2 separate regions of the Mus musculus genome follow, and region 1 is linked to region 2. The links are chromatin contacts, called in public Hi-C maps. All regions are on one chromosome and are shown on one strand. Each heading gives the region's core, a stretch centred on a gene start, on an enhancer-like site or on the middle of the called end of the contact. The rest is flanking DNA. Distances are from core to core; before and after follow the strand shown. Region 1 overlaps Adra1a (adrenergic receptor, alpha 1a). Region 2 holds the start of Adra1a (adrenergic receptor, alpha 1a).

The links. Hi-C and Micro-C count contacts between places; a contact is called where the count stands out from the background.
Region 1: a Hi-C map of liver shows a contact between it and region 2, with 3 times the contacts expected there. The contact joins the enhancer-like site here to the promoter of Adra1a in region 2. A contact is called at or near these places in 5 of 484 Hi-C or Micro-C datasets (the G1E-ER4 cell line, cerebral cortex and liver), 1 of 115 datasets of contacts at active chromatin or transcription factors (neural progenitor cells) and 2 of 9 other capture datasets (adipose tissue and pancreatic islet).

The regions. Positions count from the first base shown.
Region 1 is chr14:66,668,420-66,675,173 of GRCm38.p6, reverse strand. The region is part of intron 2 of Adra1a (adrenergic receptor, alpha 1a); the gene reads right to left. Among named protein-coding and RNA genes, the nearest start is that of Adra1a, 37 kb to the right of the region's middle. Within about 2 kb of position 2,438, at least 8 of the 459 cell types and tissues checked have an H3K27ac peak or open chromatin away from gene starts, as enhancers often do. A contact at or near this core is called in liver, where this site is marked.
Region 2 is chr14:66,632,830-66,639,341 of GRCm38.p6, reverse strand. Adra1a (adrenergic receptor, alpha 1a) reads right to left here and starts at 4,091. Exons shown (of 4, transcript NM_001271760.1): 1 at 3,739-4,091; 2 at 882-1,888. The coding sequence starts at 1,764.

The sequences.
Region 1 (6,754 bases), core at 1,189-3,688, 37 kb before region 2:
TAGGTGCTTCTCAGCCATTTGGTATTTCTCAGTTGAAAATTCTTTGTTTAGCTCTGTACCCCATTTTTATAGGGTTATTTGGTTTTCTGGAGTCCAACTTCTTGGATTCTTTATGTATATTGGATATTAGTCCCCTATCGGATTTAGGATTGGTAAAGATCTTTTCCCAATCTGTTGGTTGCTGTTTTATGAAGCCACAACATATCCAAATTTATGGGACACAATGAAAGCAGTCCTAAGAGGAAAACTCATAGCTCTGAGTGCCTCCAAAAAGAATCTGGAGAGAACATGCATGAGAGCTTGAAAGAACACCTAAAAGCTCTAGAACAAAAGGAAGCAAATTCACTCAAGAGGAGTAGACGGCAGAAATAATCAAACTCAGGGCTGCAGTCAACCAAATGGAAATAAAAAAAACCCTATACAAAGAATCAACAAAACCAGGATCTGATTCTTTGAGAAAATCAACAAGATAGATAAATCCTTAGCCAGACTAACTAGAGGGCACAGGGACAGTAGCCTAATTAACAAAATCAGAAATGAAAAGGGAGACATAACAACAGAATTTGAGAAAATCCAAAAAAATCATCAGATCCTATTACAAAAACCTATACTCAACAAAACTGGAAAACCTGGATGAAATGGACTATTTTCTAGACAGATACCAGGTACCAAAGTTAAATCAGGATCAGATTAATGATCAAAACAGTTCCTTATCCTGTAAAGAAATAGAAACAGTCATTAGTAGTCTCCTAACCAAAAAAAGCCCAGGACCTGATGGGTTTGCTTTAGTGCAGAGTTCTATCAGACCTTCAAAGAGGACCTAATTCCAATACCCCTCAAACTATTCCACAAAACAGAAACAGAAGGTACTCTCGTCTTTCTAAGAAGTGCCAGAGAGCAGACTATGTTTCTGGAGCTCACTAGTAGCTGGTAGTTTTGGATAGAGAGTGGAGGTTTTATAGAAGTGTTTTGGAATAAAATAGACATGGATTGAGATCTCAGCTCTGTCACCCATCAGCAAAATGGTGTGTAGGTCCCATATCATTTCTGTCTTGGTTCATTCAAGTATCTATAACAGAATAGCTTACATCATTTCATTACATTACAATACATACATCTCTATTATAAGCAATAGAGATTCATGGTCCTAGAGGCTGGGAAGTCCAAGATTAAGGTGCAAGAAAATTCTATTTCTAATGAGAGTCAGTTTCTTGATTCTTGTATCTGTGTCCCCACAGGTAGGGGTAGTGATCTTAACCATCAGAGCTATATCCTCATGACGACCTCATCACCTCCTAAAGTTCTCAGCCCTTGCTGCCACCACACCGGTGACAAGGTTTCTTCATAGAGATTTGGGGGTTCAAATATTCAGACCTTCTTATCTGTGAAATTGTGTGAAACTAACATAGCATTTCACACAAGGATGAAAAACCTGTCCCAAGTGTCCCAGACACTCTTCATTCATTCATTCATTCATTCATTCATCATTCATTCTCTCTCATATTAAGGAATATTGGTGTCTAAACGAACACTTCCTACCTATCTGTGAAACTTAATTCCCAAGTCCTCCCTGGGGACCAGATCTGTTGCTAAGCTCAGGTATGCTAGCTCTCTTTCCTGTTCTCATCTCTTCCTGGAAGAGGTCATGCCCATGTCCTTCCTCAGGCAGTAGCACTTTAACCCATGTGTGCCTCTCATTTCCAGAACAAGCTGCGGACTGATGGTGATTTGAAATCATAGGCAGGGAAGAAATCAGGGAGGGGAGGGGAGGATGTAAGCTTGGCGCAGGTGGGGCATTTGGTATGGGTATGAAAATAGGCTGGAGACAAGTAGGGATGTGCACGTGTAGGCTTGGTTAAAAAGAATCAAGAAAGTGAGATCTGACTTGGTCTCTCCCTCCCTCTCTCTCTCTCTCCCCAGTAACACTGGCATTTCCACAGCATGACAGAATCTACTTGTTTTCAGAGGCCTTCCTACCCTGAAGAACCTTTTTCTATGAAGCCATGGCTTGGTGTCCCAGTACTTTCCAGTCCTTGTGTTTCCTGAGCTGGTACCTAGTGGAGCTGAACAATGAAAGCAACATAACAAAGCAATGCCTATGGCCTTGTCAGGAGCATGTCATAATCAAATGCAGGGCAGGCCTCCTGGGTAGGAGGCCAGGACCTGGCTCACATTCTGCCTTTCTCAGATGCCAGCTCCTACTCTCTTAGGATTTCTGTGTCTCTTCCTTTGCAGGGGGAGCAACGGAGTGCCTACCTTGGGGGCTGCATGCTCAAGGCTGTGCTTGACAGGTATCTTATGTCTGGCACAAATAACTTTGCAACAGTAACTTCAGAGCCACACTAGACTTTGATTTCTGGGATCTCAGACACACTAGTAACAGTAGTGGCTTCAACCTGTCACCTGAGTTGGCGTTGGGCCATTATCCACAATGACTAATATGGCACAGGCAGCCTGCCTGTCCTAGCCACTGTTAACTCCAGAGTCAGGATAAATCCTGCTGCACACACGATGGTGTGGAGAGGGGGTTGATGAAAATATGGTCACAGCCAAGGCAAACTCCAGTGTGATCTGGCATCACCTGTCATACAGACCTGCCCCCAGCTCACTGATAGTCTCTCTGAAAAGCAAGAGAGTAGAGATCTATGAATATCTTAAACAGTATAGCAAAGCACTCTGGGAAATGGTGTCATGGACCGAGCCATTGTTGCACAAGCACAGGAACCTGAGTTTGGATCCCAAACTCGTGTAAAAGCTGGACATGGTGGCCTATGTGTAACTCCAGTGCTGGGCATGGGTGGAGGTGGGAGTGGGGGAAGAACCAGGGACAAGAACACCACTGGGATTCCCTGGGCAGTCAGCCTACCTATCTGAATCAGTGAGCGCTGGATTCAGTAAGAGACCATGTCCAAAAAAAAATGTTGAGACTGATACAAAAAGATATTCAGTGTGGGCCACTGCCCCCCACTTTCACACAGACAGACAGACAGAGACACACACACACACATGCACACATGTATACTCACACACGTGAGTACCAGCATCTGCACACAATACTGCAAGAGTTTCCACTCGTGTCTTATCAATAACAGACTTGTAATCCTAGGGAAATATTCCTAGGCACAAACGGAAAAGGAGAGAGTCAGCAACAAGGGAAAACCTAGCCATGTGACAAAGATGCTCAAGAAGACATCAAAGAGATGCATGTAGGTATCACGTGATCCTTGATTCCGCTTCTGAAACCATGGTGCCCTTCTTATACTGCACAGAGATGAGTAGAGAGACAGCGATGGGATTCAGAGCAGCCTCATAGAAGCACAAGACCCGAGAGAAGGTGAAGACACAGCATGCAGAAGCTTATTCATTTGTGGGACTATGGCTCCTTATTTATAAATGCTGAGTGTGTGTGTGTGTATGTGTGTGTGTGTGTGTTAGAGGTAGACTGGGGTATTTCAGAGTGAAGGAATGTTGAATGCTAAAATGGTATGTGAGGGTGGCCATGACCTTGAATCTCTATTATACTGAAGTGTATAACATGTGGCAGATCCACGGAGGATACCTTCAGGCTGACAGTCAGGCTTCTGGGTGGAGGGGGGGGGATGATCAGGGAATATGTGCACGCAATTCTCGTCCTGGATAATTCTTATTTGTGCTTATCACAGTTTGAGAGTTGTCACCTCCTACTCTGAATGTCCCATGCCAACTACATGCATGTTTCAAGAAAGCACAAAACTGTAGATACTAGAGCAACACTAGCAAAAATCCTGTGGGGGCATATTCCTCTTGCACCTGTCATTGAACTTGAACACTGACCTGGGCATCCTTGTTTCCAAGAAAAGAGGGAACATGGCTGTGACTGACGGTGCTCCCTAAGCTCCTCCTAACATCTGGTTTGAACACTGCTCTCTTCTGCCATTTCTAGAACCCCAAACATAGTAACTGAAGCTTTTTCTGTGTTAGGATACCACACATTTGGACCCTTGAGGAAAGACCCTAAAAGATGGTATTATGGGAGCTGAGGGAGAGAACTCAGTTGGAAAAATGGTTGCTTCAACAGCATGAAGAACTGAGTTTGAACCCCAGACCCCTGGAACAACATTAGAAAACAAACAAACAAAAACAAACAAACAAACAAAACAGAATGAGGTAGTGTATGACTGTGATTACAGCACAGGGAGGCAGAGACGATGAGTGGCTGACATTTGCTACCCAACCTAACTAGCCTGAAGTATTGGGAAAGGATCTTTACCTATCCTAAATCAAATAGGGGACTAATATCCAATATATATATAAAGAACTCAAGAAGGTAGACTCCAAAAAATCAAATAACCCCATTAAAAAATGGGGCTCAGAGCTAAACAAAGAATTCTCACCTGAGGAATACCAAATGGCAGAGAAGCACCTGAAAAAATGTTCAACATCCTTAATCAGGGAAATGCAAATCAAAACAACCCTGAGATTTCACCTCACACCAGTCAGAATCGCTAAGATCAAAAATTCAGGTGACAGCAGATGCTGGCGAGGATGTGGAGAAAGAGGAACACTCCTCCATTGTTGGTGGGATTGCAAGCTTGTACAACCACTCTCGAAATCAGTCTGGCAGTTCTTCAGAAAACTGGACATAGTACTACCGGAGGATCCCACAATACCTCTACTGGGCATATATTCAGAAGATGCCCCAACTGGTAAGAAGGACACATGCTCCACTATGTTCATAGCAGCCTGATTTATTATTATCATAGCAGCCTTATTTATAATAGCCAGAAGCTGGAAAGAACCCAGATGCCCCTCAACAGAGGAATGGATACAGAAAATGTGGTACATTTACACAATGGAGTACTACTCAGCTATTAAAAACAATGAATTTATGAAATTCCTAGGCAAATGGATGGACCTGGAGGGCATCATCCTGAGTGAGGTAACCCAATCACAAAAGAACTCACGTGATATGTACTCACTGATAAATGGATATTAGCCCAGAAACGTAGAATACCCAAGATATAAGATACAATTTGCAAAACACATGAAACTCAAGAAGAACGAAGACCAAAGTGTGGACACTTTGCCCCTTCTTAGAATTGGGAACAAAACACCCATGGAAGGAGTTACAGAGACAAAGTTTGGAGCTGTGACGAAAGGATGGACCATCTAGAGACTGCCATACCCGGGGATCCATCCCATAATCAGCCTCCAAACACTGACACCATTGCATACAATAGCAAGATTTTGCTGAAAGGACCCTGATATAGCTGTCTCTTGTGAAGCTATGCCGAGGCCTAGCAAAGATAGAAATGGATGCTCACAGTCAGCTATTGGATGGATCACAGGGCCCCCAATGGTGGAGCTAGAGAAAGTACCCAAGGAGCTAAAGGGATCTGAAACCCTATAGGTGGAACAACAATGTGAACTAACCAGTACCCTCCAGAGCTCATGTCTCTAGCTGCATATGTATCAGAAGATGGCTTAGTCGGCCATCACTGGAAAGAGAGGCCCATTGGTCTTGCAAACTTTATATGCCTCAGTACAGGGGAACACCAGGCCCAAGAAGTGGGAGTGGGTGGGTAGGGGAGTGGGGGTGGGGAGGATATGGGGGACTTTTGGGATAGCATTGGAAATGTAAATGAAGAAAATACCTAATTAAAAAAAGGTTAAAAAAAATAAGAATGGGAATAGTACCTGAGTAGCAATGTCCAAGATTGTTCCTGGGCCTCCATACACACGTGTGTACATGCACACACTTGCACAGGCACACACACACACACACACCACATACACTCACACAGATACTCATGCACACACAAGCACATACACAAACATACACACATATGCATGCATACAGACAGATGCACACACAGCTATACATACATACATACATACATACATACATACATACATACATACATACATACACACACTCACAGATGATATACCCTGGAGTCAGTTGATATTCATTTAATGCAGAAAAGGAAGCATTAATACAAAAGAAACCCAAAGACATTTGGTTGGAGGGACAGCACAGTGAACATTCCGATGGTTGTGGATGCAGCAAGTGTCAAATGCAGACCTGGGTATCCAGAGATATGATGGTTTACTGAAGGCATTGACTAAGAACTGAGCCATACCTTACGCAGTCATTTCTTCTACCAGTACCCAGATGATTTTTCTAGATAACCCTACAAGAACCATCTAAATTCACAGAGCCCTACCCTTGAATGTTGCGGAAACTCCTTTGGGGCCTACCAGAGCAGGTCTGCATTGCCACAGCAGGGTCTAAGAGTGGATCGAGGTTGGTGTGTGGAGTCTCTCTTACTTTTTGTTGTTTATCTAATGATGTACACAAGATTGAATGGCTTCTTGAAAGCACAAGATGTTCCGTGTAAGTGCCTTGGTTCACCTTTATACGTGGACGGTCTCGTAGTTTCTCATGGCTAAAGAAATATGCTCAAGAGATGAATCTGGGGTGCAGATGGTGGGGAAGAGGGAAGTTCAGGAGCCTCATATTGTGGCGTTATAACCTAATCACATTTTCTTGGCAGCCACACAGACAGCCCCTGCAGATCTGTCAAACTCACATGGACCTTATGAAGATTACGATAACAGCATGCCCAATGGAGCTAATGAAGAAGATCTAAAACAACTGGTAAAAATAGATGGAGTTATGAAATGCTTGTTATGGATAATGACTCTGCCACAAATCAGCCTGTAGGGGCAGTTTCATTTCACACACTGATGAGGAGAGAGGAGATGCCAGCAA
Region 2 (6,512 bases), core at 2,842-5,341:
AATTGATACTGGGTTCAAAAGCACTTTAGAGGGCACGTTTGCTATGATTTTGTGTTTGTTATAGTTGGTGGTAACCAGCACGTGAGTCTGTATTTTAGTTTACAAACTAAAAGTAGCAAAGAAGTGCTTTGGAATGGCATGGAAGGCCTTTCAGATAGGAGGCTGTTCCCAGTGGATTGGCTTCTTGATACTTATAATGAGGTAATTAATTCTGACAACAGCTAATTTTGCATCTGCAAAAATTGGATTTGCAACATTATTGTGCTGTTTTCAAGCTGTCATCTGCATTTCCGGGATGGTTTTGGATAAGAGTGGTGTCTGCTTTCAAACTCACTGCTTAAATGAAAGAGTATTTGCTTACTGGAATTTTAAAGAATGGATTCTTTACGTTTTTTTAATTAGTTTGGACATGAAAAAAATATTTCGGTTGTGAATGGCTTACCATATTCTCTATCACACTGAATTCGGAGAACAAAATGAGCACAGACAGAGCCTAAGCAGACAGACACTATAACTCACACACACAGCGGAGAGTACCATCTAACCCAATTGTACAGTCACATATTTGCCCAGAACAAGCGTGGTGTGTATTTTCAAGCCAAGAGGACTTTTTTTCCCCACCCATAGCGGAACAGGAGCAGTATCCGAGTAGTCTGCTTTGGGGACTCTAAAGAGACTGCGTGGATTTAAGTTAACCAGACTTAAGGACATTAAGAAAAGTGGACACTCCCATTAAAGAGACCAACAAAGTAGTAAAAGAAAAGACTCCAGTTCCCACCAGGGAGTCCTTCCTGTGCCTTTGAAATGCAGACCCCTCTTCTACCTTAGCGGTGGGACTCCCCATTCCCTCAACTGTAAGCAGTGGGGTTGAGAACACTCACCAATGGGCATCACGAGGAAGAATGGCAGCCAGCAGAGGACGAAGCATCCCACCACAATGCCCAGCGTCTTGGCGGCTTTCTTCTCTCGGGAAAACTTGAGCAGCCTCACGGAGAAGTGAGTCTTATTCTTGGCACTGCTTACTCCGCTGCCTTCTGCAGGGACATTTTTACGGTGGATACGGAGCGTCACTTGCTCTGAGTCTGACTTGTCGGTCTTGAGGCCGGACTTGAGGCCTCGGCTTTCTCTCTTGGCTACCACGTAGACTCGACAGTACATAACCAGGATGATGGTCAGTGGCACGTAGAAAGAGCCCAGCGCTGAGAACAGCACGTATCCTGGCTCCTCATTGATTTGGCAGATGGTCTCATCCTCCGGAGCCTGCTGCCTCCAGCCGAACAGGGGTCCGATGGAGATGACCAAGGAAAGCGCCCAGACGCAGAGCAGAGCCCTGACGCCCCTCCTCTGGGTGACAATGGTGGGGTAGCGCAGCGGGTAGCTCACACCAATGTATCGGTCGATGGAGATGATGCAGAGGCCCATGATGGACGCTGTGCAGCATAAGACGTCCACCGCCGCCCAGATGTTGCAGAACACCCTGCCAAAGGCCCAGTAGCCCAGGATCTCAAAGATGGCAGAGAAGGGCAGCACGGTGGAGGTGAGGAGGAGGTCTGCCACAGCCAGGTTGACAATGTAGTAGTGAGTCACCGAGTGCAGATGCCGATGACAGGCCACCGAGAGGATCACTAAAATATTCCCCAAGACCCCGAAAATGATGAGGCCCCCCAAGATCACCCCAAGTAGAATGGCCTTAGAAATGTTCACCTGTGCTGGCGGGTGGGTGCAGTTGGAGCCTTCAGAAGCATTTTCAGAAAGAAGCACCATGGTCCCAGGGAGGGGGCAAGGTCGGGCTTTGGACGGCCACCCTCTGGCGGAGGGCGGAAACGTGAGCCTGAGGAAGCCAAGTCAAAAAATCTCCGCTTGGGGGAATCCTGCGGGCTGGGTTGGGCTGGGGGAGGGAGAGAACACACCTGTTGTAAACCGCCTGGAGCAGCTCTGGGAACCCTCAGAGGGCCACGTTGAGGAACAGAGCATTAAAGGAGACATGGCCAGGCGCGCTCTGGGCTTCTGGGGACACCTTCCAAAGGTTTAAAAGGACATGCTGTGAAAGCCACCAGAAATTACAAAAATCCGCTTCTCTGTGCACTCTGATCCATCCTGTGCATCCACGCAATTAGAAATTCACGAGTCTGTGACTAGTCTTTGCTGAAATGGTTAGCTAAGTGTGGCTCAGCCTTCGAAGCTCAAGGCAGGGACGCTGGGCGAATGGGCGCTGCAGCTGACCGGCAGTGACTCTCAACTTGGCCGCCCATCTATGGGATACCGCTAGCTCCAGTTTCTAGGAGTTCTGGCTAGGTAACATGGGTCTGGAATATTTGCTGAGACCGAAGTGGCCCTGGAGCTTCGTTTATCTGAATTCAGCTGAAAATAAAAAACACAAAGAAAAAGGCAGTCCGTGAGCCAGTCGCCCTGGACAGCCAGGCCCTGGGGAGCTCGCCCAGTAACCAGACTCCTGCTGGGAGCCCGCCGCTCTGCAGTCCATGAGTGGCTTTGTGAGGCCCTGACGTAGGCAACACGGGACAAGGGAGGGGACTGCGTGCTCTGTCCCCCTCTGCAGTCCTCCCCAGTCCTCCCCTCTGGGAAGGTGCCTTCGAATGCTTCACCTTGCCTTGGCTGACCAAGTTCAGAATCCAAAACAAAAGCAAGCAAGAGAGAAAAAAAAAAAAAAAAAAAAAAAACTCCCCACCTCAAATAATGACAATAAAACCCCAAGCTGCAGTAGCTGGAAGCTGAATTTCGAGAGATAGGTTGGAGAAAATAAAGCCCCGAAACGCCCCCTTCCTGCATCACCACCTCAGCTCCACATGCTCGACTGCAGCTGCGGTTGTCGCACAGAGGCAAGCCGGTAGAATCTCAGGGGTGGTGTGGGGATCCTCCGTGTCTCCCTTAGAACAGGTTGCACCATAGTCACCTGGAGAGGGCGGTCTGGGAGTGCGAACCTCGGAGAGCACGGAACCGCAGGGCCGCGCGTACGCTTTCTCCCGCGGAATTTGCGCTCGTGGGAGCAGAGCGCGCGGGTCTGCCTACCAGCCAAGTCACCCTCGAGAAAGAGCTAGGTTCCCAGCAAAGCCAATTCCCAGAGCTAAACAGGGCCCGGATGGATTCAGGCAGGATCTTCAAGGGGCGACCGCTGTAGGGATTCCAGTCTCAAGCCACACCCGGGCTTTCTGGGAGACCTGGGTGGGAGCGCATTATTCCTCGGACCAGGCTTTGTGAGTAGCAGTCACTGCGGATTCCCTAAGGGACTTAAAAAAAAAAAATCAAGTCCCCATGCCAGCAGTCGGGGAAGCCTGGGATTTTCTGGGCTAGGGTTCACGATCTGCCTAAATAACCCGATTTCTACACTGCAAAAGGACCAGACCAGGAGATGTAAGACAGAGGTTTGGGGCTTCGGGACCTGCATACTTTGTCTTTTGGGGTACAGCCCTAAGACTGAGATCTCAGGAGCAGGCTGCTGTGAAAACAATCACAAGTTCAAGCCCTCACAGGTGATAACCAAACCACACCAACACTGCGGAACCCGCTTTCTCCCACTTGGGGTCTATATATGGGTTAAAATGACACTTGTTAACTAGAAGGTAACTTCCCATGGCAAATCAGGGAAACCTGGTGGTTTGGGGTGCTGGTTTCAAAGCCAGTCCCAAAGCGGAGAATCGAGGCTAAGTCCAGGGGCACACCAGCCCACCCCACAACTCGGCCCTGCGGGATGCCGGCGCTCCGCACCGCTGCGCTACTCACCTGCTGCGCGGCTGCGGAGGCCCTGGCGCCAGGAGAAGCGGACCTTCAGTCCTCGCAGAGCCCTCTGGTTCTCTGCAGGAGAACAGGGTCTCCAAAGACCAAGACCCAGTCCTTAGCACCCGCTGACTCACCCCACCACTGCTGAGCCCTCAAACTCCGGGCTCGCTTCTTGCTTCTCCTGGATATTTTAAAATAAAGACTGAAAACAGAGAAAAGAAATGACAAATACAGCGATCCAATAACTCCACGATCACCAGTTTGATATTCAGTTCCTGGACACAGAAAAGAGCGGCTCGGAACTTTGCAGCTCGGGTTGACGTAGTACAGGCAGGCTGTAGCCTAGCGAGTACCGTAATCTCCAGCTGTTACCGTATTCCTCTGCAGCAACCCGCACATTTCGTAAAATTCGGGGTTACTGTCCTTCTCCTTCTTATTTAAAAAGTGGATTTCGTCTCTCTCCCTTCCTGTTTCTCTGTCCCATTTCGATCTCTACTTCCCGTTTACCCCTTCCTCTTTTTTACCCTCATCCCTCCACGCTTGATACTGATCCCCCTCCCTCTCCTTCCCTTCTCTGGGTTTCCCCTATCAATAGGCTGATAAATACATTAAAGAACAAAACCAAATAAAAAACCAACCAACCAAAAGCAGACTCCCTTCCAAGTTCTTACTGAATAGATAATGTGCTCACGGAAATTCCCCAAAGGTTACTTTGAAAAGTTTAGTCCAACTCCCGGCCCGGTTTATTTCAGTCAAGAAGTCGCCTGGCAATGGTGGTAGTGGCATGCCTTTAATCCCAGCACTTGGGAGGCAGAGTTCAAGGCCAGTCTGGTCTACAGAGTGAGTTCCAGGATAGCCAGGACTATACAGAGATACCCTGTCTCGAAAAACCACAACCACAACCACAACCAAAACCAAAAAAAAAAAAAAAAAAAAAAAAAAGGAAGTGTGTGGCTGGTGGTGGCAAATGTGTAGGTGCTTGACATTATTTGCAGATGTTTAAAAAGTACACAAGCCCAGAGAAAGCTCCTTAGACTTGGTTGCAGTAGTTCAAGGAAAATAAAGTCTTTTAAAATATGACCCACCTTTCATTTGGTTACACGGAGTTTTAAAAACTATATGCTCTCAAGGCAATCTCTCCCTCAACCAGTGTCTATAAGTGCACTTGTTTCCAGTTCTCAAAAGAAAATATAACCTTGGAGAAGAGTTTCTTCTCTTTTGTTACTTTTTTTTTTAAACTTGTTTGAGTGGAAAACGTACACAACCAATTTTATTATTTATCTCGTCTGGACAAATTCCACGCTCTGGTTAACTTAGGACTTCGTGAAGTCAAAAGAACTTCAGAGAATTAAGAACAAACAAGAATTTTCCCATTCTGGCTCCCGTTTCCTATGTCTTTCATTGTTATTGACTCGGACAGAGGATGAGTGTTCCAAACACTTGCTAGAATCCCTTAAATCTTGCGATGCTGAGCTAACCTTGGGAGCATGGGGCTACAGCTGCATGTAGCAGGTACAGTCTTCTCTTGCATGTATATATGAAACAATAACTTAGATCACAAAAGCCCTATATTTCTGCTCCCTTTCCTGAACAAACTTGTGTTAGCATTACTCATTTTCCAAAAAAAGATGTTTAGAGAATTTTTTTAATTCGATATTTTCTTCATTTACATTTCAAATGCTATCTCCTTTTCTAGTTTCCTCTCCGAAAGTACCCTATACCCTCCCCAGCCCCACTCCCCAACCCACCCACTCCTGCTTCCTGGCCCTGACATTCCCCTGTAATGGGGCATATAATCTTTGCAAGACCAAGGGCCTCTCCTCCCATTGATGGCCTACTAGGCCATCCTCTGCTACATATGCAACTAGAGACAGGAGATCTGGGGGTACTGGTTAGTTCATATTGTTGTTCCTCTTATAGGGTTGCAGACCCCTTTAGCTCCTTGGGTACTTTCTCTAGCTCCTTCATTGGGGGCCCTGTGTTCCATCCAATAGTTGACTGTGAGCATCCACTTCTGTATTTGCCAGGCACTGACATAGCCTCACAAGAGATAGCTATATAAGGGTCCTGTCAGCAAAATCTTTCTGGCATATGCAATAGTGTCTGGGTTTGGTGGTTGTTTATGGCATGGATCTCCAGGTGGGGAAGTCTCTGGATGGTCTCTCCTTCCCCCTCAGCTCCTAACTTGGTCTCTGTAACTCCTTCCATGGGTATTTTGTTCCCCATTCAAAGAAGGAATGAAGTATCCACACTTCAGTCTTCCTTCTTCTTGAGTTTCATGTGATTTGCAAATTGTATCTTGGATATTCTAAGTTTCTGGGCTAATATCCACTTATCAGTGAGTGCATATCATGTGTGTTCTTTTGTGATTGGGTTAGCTCACTCAGGATGATGCCCTCCAGGTCCATCCATTTGCCTAAGAATTTCATGAATTCATTGTTTTTAATAGCTGAGTAGTACTCCATTGTGTAAATGTACCACATTTTCTGTATCCATTCCTCTGTTGAGGGACATCTGGGTTCTTTCCAGCTTCTGGATATTATAAATAAGGCTGCTATGAACATAGTGAAGCATGTGTCCTTATTACAAGTTGGAATATCTTCTGGGTATATGCCCAGGAGAGGTATTGCGGGATCCTCCGGTAGTACTATGTCCAATTTTCTGAGGAACCGCCAGACTGATTTCCAGAGTGGTTGTACCAGCTTGCAATCCCATCAGCAATGGAGGAGTGTTCTTTCTGCACATCCTCGCCAGTATCTGCTGTCACCTGAATTTTT